Linked DNA regions of Pan troglodytes: region 2 is linked to region 1. The links are chromatin contacts, called in public Hi-C maps. All regions are on one chromosome and are shown on one strand. The core of a region is the stretch at or near the end of the contact, and the rest is flanking DNA. Distances in the headings are between cores, read along the strand shown.

Evidence for each region. Hi-C and Micro-C count contacts between places; a contact is called where the count stands out from the background.
Region 2: a contact with region 1 is called in a Hi-C map of stem cell-derived neural progenitor cells, with 6 times the contacts expected there. The contact joins the promoter of MTFR1L here to the promoter of PAFAH2 in region 1. A contact is called at or near these places in 3 of 7 Hi-C or Micro-C datasets (induced pluripotent stem cells and stem cell-derived neural progenitor cells) and 1 of 1 datasets of contacts at active chromatin or transcription factors (stem cell-derived excitatory neurons).

Annotation. Positions count from the first base shown.
Region 1 is chr1:204,975,149-204,978,359 of NHGRI_mPanTro3-v2.0_pri, forward strand. PAFAH2 (platelet activating factor acetylhydrolase 2) reads left to right here and starts at 1,768. Exons shown (of 12, transcript XM_063784450.1): 1 at 1,768-1,961.
Region 2 is chr1:205,153,250-205,156,460 of NHGRI_mPanTro3-v2.0_pri, forward strand. It overlaps MTFR1L (mitochondrial fission regulator 1 like), which reads right to left and starts at 1,718. Exons shown (of 7, transcript NM_001246545.1): 1 at 1,660-1,718.

The DNA.
Region 1 (3,211 bases), core at 518-3,017:
GAAAATCAACCATTTGCTTAAAAAGGTAAAGGCATTTGGGTTGTTTATCCTAGAAAAGACCGGATTGGAAGGAAGTATAGTTAAACTCAACTGTTTTATTTTGCAACAGGGAAGAATCTGATTGTGCCCAAGGAAGAGCTTCCTAACTGTGACAAAGGAGGTAAAGGAGGTGGTGACATGCCCATCCCTGGGAAATTTTAAACTCAGCTGGCCAGCAAATGGCTCCAGCATGGCCTGGTCTGGGAGTAGGAGACTGAAAGAAATGACCTCCAGCTGTCCCTCTCATAACCAAGGACCTCTGGCTTGTCGTGAGTGTTCTGGCCAGCTGCACAGCACGGATTAATGGGCCAAAGGGAGCCGCTCTCTGATCTGCGCTAAGCTTTTCTGGTTCTGTGGCCGCCGCCATCAGCCACAGATTTAATGAGATCCGAGGCTTAATTACCACAGTGCAGGGCTGCCAGCACTCTCTCCTGATGACTTTATCTTGGCTCCTGGAAGGATGGGGGTGACAACAGTGTGTCGGCAGGAGAGGAGAGCCTAAAGCAGGGACTCTGGACCCTGGTGTTTCGGGGGGATGTGGGCTGCAAGAGTAGGGTGGAGGGGGCGACTGCAGGACTCAGTACCTGACCTCAAAGAGCTCACAATGTGTCAAGAGTTAAGACCTCTAATACAGGAGATACCCAAGGCAGTGTGAGTCAACTCACATGTGCGAGGCACACACAGATGTCGGCGGAAACTTTGGAGGCATGAACAAAGCTCCCAGAGGAGGGGCGCTGAAGGGTGGGGGGTGGGGCGTGGGGGAGTGCAGGTTGGAGAAGACCTTGAATGTCAGGCTAAGCAGTTGGGACTTCACTTCATAGGTAGTAGAGGGCCGTTGAACGTTTTTGAGCTGCCTGAACGATCCAAATTTCCTATAGAAGTTTACAGGACTCCTGAGGATGGGCTCTGCCTAACCCCCACTCCCCCGAAAATACTCTCCTTCCATCCCTCACACTCAGCTGCAGCCAGCACTGAACTTAATGCCATACTCTGAAATGTCCTTCACAGTCTCTGTACTCCTGGCTACGTTCTTTCCTTATATCGGGTCTCAATGTTAACAAACATCACTCCCTCTAAGAAGCCTTGCGGACACCGCCCCTTTCCCCCAAGCCTGGCCAGAGGCCCCTTTTCAAGGCTCCCACGCTTGCTGTGTCTCCCCGTGAGATCACGGTTCTGTGCTGTCATTATTCATTTGTCTGAATTCTCTGCTAGACTGTGATTCTGTTGAGGCTAGGAGCGGTATCTTGTCCATCAGTGTCGCTAAGAACCAGCATTAGACAGTAATGTGGGATGGATGCGGCCCAGCAGATTACTCGGGTTCCTCCCCTTTCTCTGCCAGGGAGTCTTTTGAGGACAATGGAAAATCACAGGTGTCAACAGATGCAGGCTGGTAGGGAATGTCCCCTTAATTTGAATGATCAGTCTATTATTCTTACAGGAAGCAAAGTGTGCAGAAGACACAAAACAAACTCCAACCTCCTCCCACCTCCTTGAGAATAAAGCGAAGCGGGGGCCATTTTTAGGCACGCCTGAGGACTATTTGAGGAGGGTGAGGCGGAGGGTTACGCACGGGACTACAAGCAAAACCCTCCGCTCGAGAGCAGAAATCGCGGCGGCACCTCTTCAGGCCACCAGGGGGAGGAATCACACCGCATCCCAGGCCTTGGGCGGTTTCGCACGACCACGCGGGGCTGGACGGTCGCGTAGAACTCTGGGAGTTGTAGTTTTAGAGTTGTAATGCGCAATCTCGCGCACTGTACATCGGGAATTGTAGTTCTAGATTGAGGAACGAGAAGTGCTTCCAAGCGTCCATTTTGAGCCCTGGAAACTACGACGACCAAAGGGCCACGGGTTCCTGGGTCGTTTCTCATTTCCGTCGAGTTAAACGTCTGGGGCTGCTTCTGAGGAATCAGCTTGACTGGGTAAGTTTGATTGGAGAAAACACCTATATCTCAATTGAGCTTCCTGCAGACTTTTGTATTCTGGCCCGGTTTGGGGCCTCGGCGTCTCTCAGTCATAGGAATTGCACATTAATCTTCGTCCTTTACGTTTCCTATTCAGACACCTGTAGCCACCCGCTCCCTTGACCCTCCCACGGTCGCCTCGCACTTTTAACGGCCAGTGCCCCTGGAATCCCCACTGAGCTCCCGTCCCAGGACCCAGGCCCCGCAGCCCCACCTTGGACCCCACAGCCCTACCCTGATTCCTCGGCCCTACCTTCACCCTGCAGCCTCACATCCCTGAACCCCGGGCTTCTTTATGCTCCTCCACCCTTTGTGTACTTTACTCTTACTCTCAGTTTTCTGTTTTTCACGGCGGTGGAAGAAGGGCCCCCATTCCTTCTTTCCGATCCGCGATTACCCTGGACTCGAAGTCAGCCGACCCGGTTCTAGGCCAGCTCTGCCTCTCACCCTCTGTGACCTTGGGCAAATCATACAACTCTGGGACTCAGTTTCTTCCTCTCTAAAACGGAGATGACTGTTGCTCCATCAGTCTCAGGTGAGGAGTGTTGAGGAGCCAACAAGCTAGTATGTGTGAAGATGCCTTGTAAACTGTAAGACCTTCACAAGAGACAGAGATTATTTTTATCACAATTATTAATGCTCTGGAACACTCTTATCAGGCCTCTTCTCTAGCTCTGCCACCTTGTTGCTCAATCTCATCCCTCGAGTGCTTGGTGTCTTCATTGTCTACAAGCTGGATGATATTTCCTCATTTCCTCCAGAGACCAAAGGTCAGGCCAATGAGCTTTTAGTCTTCAGAGAGCTTTGTCTGAAAGGAAGCACAAGAGAAGTGCTTATCTTGGACTGTATCTTGAAATATCCAGTGATGAAAGTGTCACACAGCTGGCAGAGCAGCAGTCCTCTGCTCACCAGAAACAGGGTCCCGGCAGGAGAGGACAGCTGCAACCTAAGCCCCATCCATTCCCTCTGGGCTCCTCTGGGCCTGTTCAGTAGACACTGGCTTTGGTAGGGGTGTCTGAGGCCTGAAAAAGCTGCTGGGAAAGAATCTGTTTTGCCAAAGGGCTTAATCCAGGAAAAATGAGAGACCTTGGCTAGGAAAGAGAGACATAGCATTGTTAATTAGTTCCTAACATTTTATAAGCACTGAAAATGCACAAGGCCCTAGGCAATATTTTCACTTACGAAGTATCCATTTTACGTATAAGGAA
Region 2 (3,211 bases), core at 468-2,967, 180 kb after region 1:
TGATAAAGCTACAAAAGTAGGGGGCAAGTCATGAGGTCCGGGTCACTGGGGAGCCCTGGACAGGCTCTGAACGGGAGATAGACTAGACTGACAAAGCAGCTCTTTCTGGAGACCTCCTGTGGAGGGTCCCCTCTTCTACCCTTGGGAGACGAGGTGTCATTCACTTTACGATACACATGGGGAAAGGAAGTTGGACAGGGGAAGGCACTTGTCTAAGGTCACTCAGTGGTCATGCCAGTGCAAAGCACCCAAAGCCTGGTCCAGGTCCTGCCACCTCCTGCGTGGGCTCCATCTTCTCGGCTCAGTTCAAGCCTTTATTATCAGAGTCCCTCTGTGTGCCAGGCTCTGTGCTGAATGTCCGTGTCGGCCACAAATTGCACTAACGGTGCTTACTGCCACTTCCTCTCCGACCTTACCTCCAAAGACCCAGCTGGGCCTAACCCTCACACACAGCCAGAGGAATCCTTCCCAAACACACTGTTAATCACATTGCTCATCCGTTTAAAACTGGCTTACTAGAGCCAACACAGGATAAAATCCACAATCAGTCCCAAACCCATCTTTCTCTGCCGTCTCTAGACCACACTCACTGAGCACCAAGGCCTGCACGCTTCGCAGCCAGCCCTCCTGCTCTCCCCCTTGCCCTCCAGCCACACTGGCCCTCAACCCCCAACACTGGGCCCACCTCTGAGCCCTGCATCAAACAGCAGCACCCCCTTCGCCGAGCTCATTCTTCATCATTCCTCAGAGCTCAGCTTAAGCATCACCTTCCTTCCCTGCGACAGGGTCAGGTCCTTTCCTGTGCGCTCCGCAGCACCCTGCCTGTCCCTCGGAGTCCTCGCGAGAGGAACTAGATAACTGTGATCCCCGCGCACAGCACGGTGTCTGCCTAGGACACAGTGAGCGCTTCAACGCGCTGAACTAAACGAATGAAGGGGAACACCAACTCAGCTGTCACCCCCGCCCCCAAGTGTCACTGGCTAGAAGATCTTCCCCCGGTTCGCCGGCAGCACCGGTGGGTCTTGTCACCTCTGCGCCCCGCAGCCCTCCGGAGGCTGCAGTTGCTGTCTGTTGACAGGCGTCCCCTCAGGAGAACGGGAGCTCCTCCAGCGCAGGGCCCCGCTCAGCACCCCTGGTCCCGGGGGCCCCCACGGAGGCCGCCGCGCTCAGTGAAACTTTGCCGCGCGCAGCAGTGGCCGGAGACCCGCGCGGACCCTCTCCCCGCGGGGACCCGCCAGGGCGAGTCGCCCCTCCCCCGCGGCAGACGACCCGACCTGGGCCAAGGTCGGCCAAGTCCTCGCCGCCTGCCCAGCGGCCCTTGGACCCACAGGACCCGGACCCGAGTGCGCGGAAGCCTCCGAGCCGCGGCCAGGTCTCAGAATGCGCGGCGGGGCAGCCCGGCCCGTCAAGCAGCGAAGCCGAAACTAGAAGCCTGAGGTCTGGCTTGGTCACTGTTTGCTGGGGAACTCCGACGAGCAACTACCCTTCGGGAACTCAGTTTCCCCCGGGCCAAGTGAGACGGACAGCTGCGGCTCCCGCGAGAACTCGCGCGGGAACAGGAGCTGCGGGCTCCGCACAGCGCCCGGCACGTAGACCCAGTCTACTAACGGGCTGGAAGGTCGCGCTCCCGCCTCCGCGCCGCCGTAGAACCTTTCTCACCTCAGGCTCGGGCTCCCGGACTCTCTCACCTCACGGCCCCTCCTTCCACCTTGGGCCGCCCAGCCTCAACCTCCTTCACTTCCGCTGACCCGCCCCCCGGAAGCGATCCTCCGCAGCTGCGCACCGAGCCGCACCTCCGCGCACCCTCAGGAGGCGGGTCCAGCTCGGCGGCGAGGGGAGCGCGGCCCCCGAGTGGGCGAGGCGCTGGCGGCCGTAGGCTCCGATACCGCGGAGCACACTCCCCTCCATCGAGACCGTGGCCCCGCGGGGTCTGTGTCCCCGGGAGGAGTTGGCTGCGTTTGGAAATCCCTCGGCCTGGTATTCGTCGCGTCTCCCTGCTTGTTGCTCTCCACGTTTAGCCCCATCCGACTTCTGGAAGCCCAGGGGTGTGTCGCTCGACCCCTAAAATATGCTCCTACCCCTAGGGCAAACTTCAGAATCCTCACCCTGGCCCCCTTCCCAGTTCTTGGTTCCCAGGCAGGTCCCTTTGCAAAGCCTCTCTCCAGCAAGAATGCGCAGAATGGGCCTCTTTCTCCTCTGACTCCTGCCCTCCAGCACTTTGCAGCTTTCTTCTATTTTAGCCTCTCTCTCTCTCTCTCTCTCACACACACACACACACACACGGTATATTCAATGAGTTTGCTTATTAGATGGGTACTTGGTGTACAAGACTCCAGAGGCTCTGTGGGAAGAGCCACATTCCTTCCAGGCTCACTAACCCACTCCCTCTTTGTGCTCCGGCCCTCACTGTCTTGGTCTGTGGCATGCAGTTCCTGGGTCACATTTCCTTCTCTGCCTTCAGCACAGCCTCGGGCTGTGCCTGGCTCCCAGGCTGGAGTTCCTTGGTTCCAAAGCCTGCAGTCCCCTCTGCCAGAGACAGAGCTGGTTTCATGGGTGAACAGCCCATGCAGTCACAACGGGCCGCATGCTCAGAATCCTGTACTTGGTTTAGTACTTTGCTGTTGCCGTCTTGAAATGATTTTCTAATAGGGGGTCTTGTGTTTTCATTTTGCACGGGGCTGTGCAAATTATGTAACTGGTCCTGGCTAGAGACCTCAGAGGTCGTCCACCCTGATCTCCACCATATCTCAAACGCTGAAGATTGACTTCCAGGTCTGGCCCTCTTCCCAGGATGGCACATTGTGTTTTAATCATTACCTTTCCCTCCTGTGCGATGGCGGATCATGCAAGTCCACGCTGGCTGTCTGTCCTGGGTGTAGATGCTGATTTGGTGTCCCACTCAGATCCCCTTGCAGGAAGAATGGAGCCCCCTACCTGGGAATTTCCTTCACCTCCCAAGCCAATGACTGATACAAGGTCCAAAAGGCCAGTTCAGCTCTGCAGTGTGGTTTATACCCCACAGCTCTTCCACTGTGGGTCAGGCCAAGGCTGGGCTGAGACTGTTCCTGCTCAGCATTTTTCCTTTCCCTCTTCTGCTTCCTTCCTTCTTTTACTGGTTTTTCTGGAAGTACACTCCCCCCCAGCCCCACCAAACAAACAAAACAAACAAAAAAAACACTTCATGCCTGTCTCAGGCTCTGCTTTTAAGACA